2 separate regions of the Hordeum vulgare genome follow, and region 2 is linked to region 1. Evidence: chromatin contacts called from public Hi-C data. All regions are on one chromosome and are shown on one strand. The core of a region is the stretch at or near the end of the contact, and the rest is flanking DNA. Distances in the headings are between cores, read along the strand shown.

Evidence for each region. Hi-C and Micro-C count contacts between places; a contact is called where the count stands out from the background.
Region 2: a contact with region 1 is called in a Hi-C map of seedling, with 4 times the contacts expected there. The contact joins the promoter of LOC123402449 here to the promoter of LOC123403910 in region 1. A contact is called at or near these places in 3 of 6 Hi-C or Micro-C datasets (leaf and seedling) and 1 of 1 datasets of contacts at active chromatin or transcription factors (embryo).

Annotation. Positions count from the first base shown.
Region 1 is chr6H:326,091,694-326,096,225 of MorexV3_pseudomolecules_assembly, forward strand. It overlaps LOC123403910 (protein NBR1 homolog), which reads right to left and starts at 2,504. Exons shown (of 7, transcript XM_045097820.1): 1 at 2,185-2,504; 2 at 1-419. The coding sequence starts at 2,256.
Region 2 is chr6H:326,914,340-326,918,871 of MorexV3_pseudomolecules_assembly, forward strand. It overlaps LOC123402449 (ribosomal RNA-processing protein 8), which reads left to right and starts at 2,007. Exons shown (of 9, transcript XM_045096374.1): 1 at 2,007-2,328. The coding sequence starts at 2,113.

The DNA of each region.
Region 1 (4,532 bases), core at 1,254-3,753:
GATTTTAAATGAGCTAGTGGATCTTCCCTTGCAGTGGATCTCAAAGGTTCTGATATGGGCTTCAAAGCTTCATCAATTACTGATTTTATCTGAGCTAATGGATCCTGAGTAGTGTCCCTAACAGGTTTAGGTCTTGAATCCTGCCGGTTAATGTGAGATGCATCAGCATGGCTATTCTTTACCTGAACATTAATCCTGAGAGGGTTCAGTTTCTGATGGATAGCTGCATCATGCAAGTCCTCGTCATCGTCCAGCATGACAACATCCCCATCCTCATCAGTGTAAGTGAGAATGAAGTCAGCATCAGGGCCAAACTTAAAAGCACTTGCAATTTTGGAACGAAGAGCAGATAGATTCAAAGTGAAGTGTGTTCCGTTGACATAGCCATTGAACCTCTTAAGTGTGTCACCATATTTGACCTGGAATATGGAGAAGGGAGAAATGAGAACCCTATGATAGAACACAATTAGATCATATGACACCCAAACCATGAGGACATCATAATGATCCAAAACGCAACCAATTTTTACACGACCTCAATGCATAGCTAAACTATAAGAGATCAGGTCAAAACAATGGTCGAAGAACTCACTAGTCCTTATACTACATAAGTCGAAGGACAGTCAAACGAGCAATACTCAGAGAGCATATGGTGATGGTAATATATGGTACAGACATCATGCCCAATTGGTAAGCAACATAAGAGGATAGCTCATATTTACTTTCAGTTATGTTGGCAGCTACGCTATGCTAGAGGAATTTGATGTCCAGAGCATAACTTTCCTTATAGCTAGAGGTACTGATATCAAACTGAATGGTTGCATTGATCATAATTTCTTCTCTTCTACCAATTAGGTAAGAGAATAAACTACTCAATGATAGTGCAAGTCTTATGGTTCTAGATTATAGATGTACAAAGACTGATCATAATTTCTTCTCTTCTATCAATTAGGTAAGGGCCATAATGAAAGCATAGTTTACACAAATGTACAGAGAGAAAATGTACCAATTTAACTTACATGACAGTAGCCTATGCGAGGGTCAAAACATAATTAATCAAAGAGTCTATTGAATCAATTTAGCTTATGTGACGAGCTGATGGCAGCCTATACAAGAGACGGAAAACTACCATAGATAAGGTTGGTCTCTTAATGGATGCAATGTTATTAATCTCTCACTACACATTAAGAAGTAAGATGAAATGTAAACAAAATTAGACTCATCAATGACCAACCAATGTTGAACTCATAAAAATATAACTTGTTCATCAAGTCATGAAGTTACAAAATATACAGAAGGATCGATGCATGGGAATACTCAATCGGAAAGTTACTAGAGCAAACTACACAACTTTATTCAAAGAGCCATAAAGTGAAGGACAAGACTACCATGACATGTGATGGACAAAGGACTGGTCAGCTGACTAGTGATTACATGCATCGATGATACAATTAACCCCATAATCAAGATTCAATAAACAATATTTGATATCGGTACTGATATAGCAATTACAAGTTTTAACCCAGCAATAAACTGGATTTAATTGCTCAGATTTGAGCTTAGATGTCTAAAATATGAAGTGTTACTTTGTGCTACGCATATATACAATAGGCACCGATCCATGATCAAATAATAGTATGAAGTTGATCTGTCAAACATATTTTGGAGTAAAACAGGGTCAGGTGCATATTTTAGCAACAAACATGAGCAAGGCCGTGCCCGCAACGTCCATCGATCACTAATCCAACATATCACTTGCTGAGGCACACCAAGAGCATATCCCATTTTTACTCGAAAACAGATCCCGGAGAGAACGGCATACACGCGTTCCCTCGTACTACCAAGAAATATAGGAGCCTCAGCCACATCATGCGCACAACCTGTGTGATCAATCTTATTCTACACCTATTCGATTGTAAGAGATCAATTATATTTGACTAAACTATGGTTACTCCTAGAAAAAAGCTGCAGAAAGTAACCACAAAACCAAACACGTAAAATACGTCCGATAAGTGAGCAAACCCCAACCTCACACCTAAGCCACGCCCAATCAACCAGCAATCACGAAGCCGCCCCCTTGAACGACGCGAATCAAACCCCTCAAAAAGCGGTTCCCCTCTCTCGCACGTATCCCTTAATCACTGGGGAAACAAAACCACAGCTCAAGACCAAGAGAAGGATCACCTTGACGACGACGTCCCAGGGGTCGGGCCCCGACGCGAGGCCGTCGAACGGCGGCGCGCTCAGGCCGGACATGGCGGCAGAGAAACCCTGTGGGAGAGGCGGAGGACGCAGCGATCGTGTGGAGGAGCGGGTCAATCCTAGAGGAGACGAAGTTAGCGGCCGGAAACCTCGGACAGCGGCGGCGGCGTCGAGGGACGCGAGAGCTGCGTAGCCGTAAGCCGCAGCGGCGGTGGTGGTGGCGTGGGGGAGAGTGGCGATGTGCGGGTGCGGGCCAAGGCTCGGGTGCTAGAGTCCTCTTTTATCACGCCTTTTCCTTCGGTGCGAAGGATGGACACCGTTGGGGCAATTAAGTCGTGCCGGGTGGGGCCCAGGCGCCAGCGAGCGAGGCCTCGCACCGCCTGCCTGCGCGGGTACGAGGAGCTGAGTGTAAAACTGCCTAGGGGTTTCCTTTGGATTTCTGTGCGTACAGCGAGCGAGGCCTCGCACCGCCTGCCTGCGCGGGTACGAGGGAGCTGAGTGTAAAACTGCCTAGGGGTTTCCTTTGGATTTGTGTGCGTGGATTTCCTGTCAGACTTGTGAAGTAGAGGGTGAAAACGCATTTAACGCCTGTCCAGTGTCGCGTCGTGGGCTCCACGCGTGCGATCCATGTGTCAGCTGCAGGATACGGATAAGGGTTTCGAATTTTAACGTTATTTTAATTCTGCGGATCTTCTTTCTCCGCAATACGAGAGAACCTCTTGCCTCCTCGATCCGGCCCGATCCTCTGGGTCGATGACGAGTGGGCCCGCAATATAACCTTAGTCGGTCGGGATTCAATCGAGTGTTCTTTTTTTGTCTAATCGATTGATCCTATCAAAAAAGAAGTCATTCAGGCCTTGTTTGGTGCGCAGGGTTTGAGAAGGTTTGTAGGGGATTATTTTCGAGGGGATCAAAAACCACGCGATTTCGCGTATGTTCATTTAATGGACAGGGTTTGTGGTGAGCAAACCTCTTCAATCCTCTGTAATCCCCCTCGATTTTTTCCTACCCACGCGGCTCAGAAATCTTTTCTCATGGCTCACGGATTTAACAATTGAGGGGATTTGAAAGGATTGGGTGGAAGTAAGGGATTCACCCAATCCTCTGAAACCTCCCTACACAATCCTCCCCACCCCCTTCCTGCCAAACAAGGCCTTAATCCCCCTCGATTTCTTCCTACCCACGCGGCTGAGAAACCTTGTCTCATGGCTCAGGGATTTGGCAATTGAGGGGTCAGTGTAAATACCATACCTCATCCTAAGTCATCGAGGACGTGTTTGGTAGGCGCTGGGACTGGCCCGTGAAGCCTAGATAAACAAGGCCTGGTTGAGGTAAAACAGACACAAAACTAATATCTCCATTTAGTTTGGTTGTATGCATATACTCTTGCATGAGGTATCACTCTAGACATATTGTTTGGTTACCCATTTGTGTAAGCGCAAACATAGAGCGTAATGTTTGGTGGCATGCACCGGTTGTTATGTGGAAACATTTTGAACGCGGTGGTGAGGTTACGAGCATACAACGGCCTCAGGAAGAACACACATAACATAACATAATAGATATAGATATTGTGCCACAATTAAAACACACACATCAGTTTACACGCAAACCAGTTTGAGATGGAACTAAAAGCAGGGTGGGGCATGTCGGGTTGTCCTAAGGGTTCACGGCGAAGGTGTCGTTGTGTTTCCCGCACCTGGTCACCACTTCAATGACATCGATGACCTTCGGCATGTCGGGAGTGAGTAGCTTGAAGGTCATCATGAAGCCTATCTTGATTTGATGGACGGTGGCGAAGGTGGCCCAACCCTGATCGAGGGTGACCCTCCGTTCAACACATGAACGGTCACCCTCGAGGAGGAGTCAATGTTCGTCTTTAGCTTGAACTCATGTGACATTGACTCGAAGTGATTCGTGAAGTCCAACGACATAGGTATGGCCTCCAGCTGGGGGGCATAGTCACCTTGCGAAAGTTGGTTGGCCCTCCCACCTCATGGTAGTGGTCGTAGTTTTGGCGCTTGCCGCTCGAGGCTCTTCCAGCTCATCATCTTCCGTGCGAGGGCTCTGGACGGGCGTCACCTTTGCGGAAGGCACCACGTCCTTGCCCTTGTCTTGCCCCTTTGGTGGCACCACCTCCTTCCCCTTGCTCCACGTGTCGATCTGCATTGTGAAGAGGTTCAAACGGTCACGATCTGCAATATGAACATTGCAACATCGTCATTAAAACCTATCGCCCAGAACCCCTTTTATTTACCCAGCCTGACGGTCACCACTCCACCTATGTGTCACTCACTCTTCCTTCAACCCATCGCCATGAACTCCGACAA
Region 2 (4,532 bases), core at 757-3,256, 820 kb after region 1:
GAGCTGTGGGAGGCCCAGGCTTGGGCTGTTGCGAGTGGCTCGCAGAGCGACGACGGGATCCGGATGGCGGCGCGGGGTTGGCGACCGGAGGAGCTGGTGGTAGCCAGCGGTGGGGCTCCGGCGAGCCCACCGGAGGCGGAGCATGGCACGGTGGTTGAGATCCGGCTCGGGGGAGCCGGCGCGAGGCTGATGCCTTGGCTCGGTTCGGGCCTGGGACGGGCCGAAGACGGGCTTCGCAGGCCCTGGCGACGCTGGGAGGTGGGAAGCTGCGGTTGGGAGGCACAGATTCCGAGGTGGAGCTAGGGTTTTCCCAAATTGGCATGGGGAGGGAGTTAAATAGGGAAAGGGGGTTAGGGTTAGGGGAACTAGCCCGTTTTCGAGCCATACGATCTCGATCGGACGGTTCCGAATGTGGGGATGGTGTTAATGGGCTAGGTGGGCCGTGTAACTCTGATGGGCTGAGAGAAGAGAGGGGTTTTGCGGCCCGGCAACGAGAATTTAAAAACACTGGAAAAGCGTCCGATGATAAACCGATGATGGTCCCGCTACAGTTGAACGTTCGGGTATCAAACGGACTGTGATTGCGATGAAATTTGGCAGGCGGTGTGTCTACATAAAAATAAGACCGCACACCAAGTTTCAACCCAATCCGAGAATATTGTATAAGCACTTTTAAAAACAAGATTTTATCGATGTCGCGGACGCGTAGGTGTGTGGTCGGGCTCAAAACGGCCAACGACGAACATGAGAGAACTGACAACTAATAACGGATGCAAGTTTTGAAAACTGGCGGCAACGAAGTGCCGATGCAATGCAGATGACGCGCATGATGCAATGATGAACGCGACAGACAATCTAGCAACACGGCGACAACGGAATAAAAGGGGAATCTTCTAGGGCGTCGGTCTCGGGGTGTTACACGCAACCTTAGAGTTTTCCGTTTTTTTGTAGATCCGTATTTCCGAAACGTTTTATCTTATAAACCGTGCGTCCAAATCTCGATTTTTTTTCACCGTTGGCTTCCTCGCGTCGAGATCTTCAAAACTAGATCCCATGTTGATAGATTTTAACAAACTTTTTTTAACGAAAAACCCGAAAGAAACAACCATGCCTCACGCGATAGAAAAAAAAACCAAAAAACGCGTTTTCCCCTTTGTGAGAGGCACTGATCGTGCCTCTCGTGAAGGCAAGACGTGCCTCTCGCGGAAGCAAAACCGTGCCTCTTACGAAAAAAAGAGAGCAGAAAACGTGTTTTTTCCCTTTCAGGAGAGGCACGAGCGTGCCTTTCGCGAAGCAAAATCGTGCCTCTCACAAAAAAAAACAAACAGAAAACGCGTTTTTTCCTTTCGGGATAGGCACGGACGTGCCTCTCGCGAAGGCAAATTCGTGCCTTTCATGGAAGCAAAACCTTGCCTCTCGTAAAAAAATAAAAAATCCGTTTTCCCCTTCCGAGAGGCACGGGCGTGCCTCTCGCGAAGACAAAAACCGTGCGTTTCGCAAAAGCAAAACCGTGCGTTTCGCAAAAGCAAAACCGTGCCTCTCGTAAAAAAACAAAAACACATTTTTTTCCTTTTCGAGAGGCACAACCATGCCTCTCGCGAAGGCAAAACCATGCCTCTCGCTGAAGCAAAACCGTGCCTCTCGCAAAAAAGAAACGTTTCGTCCAAAAGTTACGAAAGACCGGTGAAAAACCGAAACACCAAAAAAAATCCGAAAAAACCCACTCTTAAAGGCCGAAAACACGTGCGAAAAACTAAAAAATGCAAAATACAAAGGAAACGTTCGGAGCACGACATGTGACGGCGGCTAAGAACGCGCCAAGTGACGGCCCGGGAGTATTCGCTAAAAGGCTTCCGAAGAAGTGCTTGCTAACCTAGTTGCTCTAGCTGCGTGGGTAAGTTTTTTTAATGCCTCCGTACAAGGACATGGGCCGATATCATGCACTTTGGGCCGTGCTATCTACTCTCACCTGTGTAAAGAGGCCGACGACAGACATATCGCTGGCCCGCTTCCGTGCAACTGGGTCGCAACAAGACAGCCGCACGAATTCCCCCCAAACCCCGAAAAGGTCACGCCGCCGCTGCGACTCCGGCCGCCGGCCTCCCCTCCTAGATGAAATCTCAGCAAGAATCGACCGCCGGCGGCCGCAAGAGGCGGCGTAGAGGAGGAGTCGGGAAACGCCAGAAGGATTCTTCTTCTTACTCACAACAGGCACCTCTGCCTGACCCTCCAGCGGATGGGGCCTCCCCCCTGGAGAAGCGGCGTCGCAAGGCCGGCGAGGCCGCCGCAATATCCAAGGGGCGCAAGCCTACGAGCCTACTCGAAAAGGTAATTCCTTCCTAGTCCTAGAGCTGCATGTGTAGAATACTAGAATGAGGAGTGTTGGTAGCTTGGTGTTCGTTTCCTTTTGCAAAGTGGTGTGTTCGTGGGATGATAAAGATGATTTGCTACGTCTGTAGGTACACACCGCTTGTGATATTTGACTTTTGAGTACTTATTCATATCATTATAATCCCTGAAGAACAAAATACTAGTATAACATACTAGAATGCACGATTATTCATTTCATTAAAACAACTGTACACGATTGTGATAAATTTTTTTTGCGGGAATTATGATCATATGTGCCACTTTGCAAAAAACTACTCTTTAGTGATCTAAACGACCTTATATTTCTTTATGGAGGGAGTAATATCTATACCACTATGTAGTATACCGACAACTTCAAATATTCTCCGCTGATTTACTTTTATCCAGTGGAGAAGTGGAAAATCCCATTGCCCTTGGCCGCTGGATTTATTTCTCAATTTGGTTGGATCGTGCCATGTTGCATCTCTAGAATCTTCTACGAATCCTTGATATATAGTGTGCTAATAACTTCAAATATTAGCCGTTGATTTACTCTTATCCAATGATGAAGAGTGGTGAATCCCATCATCCTTGGCCGTTGGATCTACTTCTCAGTTCGGTTGGATCATGCCATGTTGCATCTCTAGAATCTTTTACAAACCCGCATGAGGAGACCAACATGTTTGCCCGCTCCTTGTGCACGACTTCCGCCTCCCCATTGACATGCTTGGTCACTGTCGAAAGATGTAGACGACTGACAGCATTGTCTATATCTAGTGCGCTTTTTTAGAAAAGTAGAATAAAAGTCTACATAAAATTAATTGCATATGCAAAAACTATATCTAATACTACTATATAGTGTATCAGTTTTAAACTTTTCAATCACAAGATCAAGAAGCAATGTGAACTGTTGATTAAGTCCATCGGATGGTTGAAAATGCCGGGATTCACAGCTACAGTACATTCTACAGACTATAAAAGTTAGTTGCTTGTGGCTGTCATCCATCTGTGCACGTACCTGGCCTGGGAAGCCGCTCCGTCCATGGCACACGCACTGGCAGCTGAGCCATGAGCGTGGCAGTGTGTGTTCTGCATGCAGCATGTGCACCAATCAAGCGCCATTGAGATACCTAAGAGGTGAAGTTTCGAGAGAGTTGCTTAGAACTGTATGTATTGAAAGATAAGGCTACACAAGAAGTTAAACTAATAATGCTTGCAGCTTTGAGATTAATTTATTTTTTGAATTGAGTTGAAGTTCAGGTTGAGTTTGTTTAAACTGGCTGTAGTGCAAGTACTAATTATAAGCATGGAAACTTTGGACGTCCTGTGCACGTACCCGTGTAATAGTAATTATGTACTCCATCCGTTCCTAAATATAAGTCTTTTCAGATATTTCACTAGGAGACTACATACGGAGTAAAATGAGTGAATCTATACTTTGAAGTATGTCTATATACATCCGTATGTAGTCTTTTAGTGTAACTTCTAAAAATACTTATATTTAGGAACGGAGGGAGTAGTTTCCAACTAAATATGTATGCATGTGTAACCGATTTAAAACTGATATGTACATGCAGTGTATGGCAAAAAAACAAGTGCGTAAATTTCAGATGAAGTGTTAGATTAACTTATATGGGGATGGATTTTTTTTTTATGTAGGATGAGTAGTTATATTGCAGTATAATAACTACTCTCGGAACACACTATAGTACTAACTAATACCGTCACATGCGTAGCATGTACCACTCACTAGTATAAGTAGACTTGTATTACAAACTGAGTACAGTATTTCTTTCGCACCGTGCACAAATGGTGCATTACACATATTTTAGCATGTTCTCTATCTCTAGCACGAAATGTTCATGTACTTAAACCAGAGGTCATATTTGGTGACGTGATCATTGCTCTGGATTTCCGGTAGGACGAGTAGGTGTATGATCTAATGTTGATAATGTCAACACCTAAGCTAGAGATACTCACATGCTTTGATGCGTGGCTGAATTTAATACACATCTTTATCACACACAATGCACATTTGCTCTTAGATCTTTTTTCTAACAAATCCCACAATCATTGTTTATAAAGCGGTAAAGCGACCTAAAGCGAGCACCACCCGCTCTAACGCTTAGGCAACGCCTAAGTGCCTAAAGCGGGCGCTTAAGCGCCTAAAGCAGACAAATATC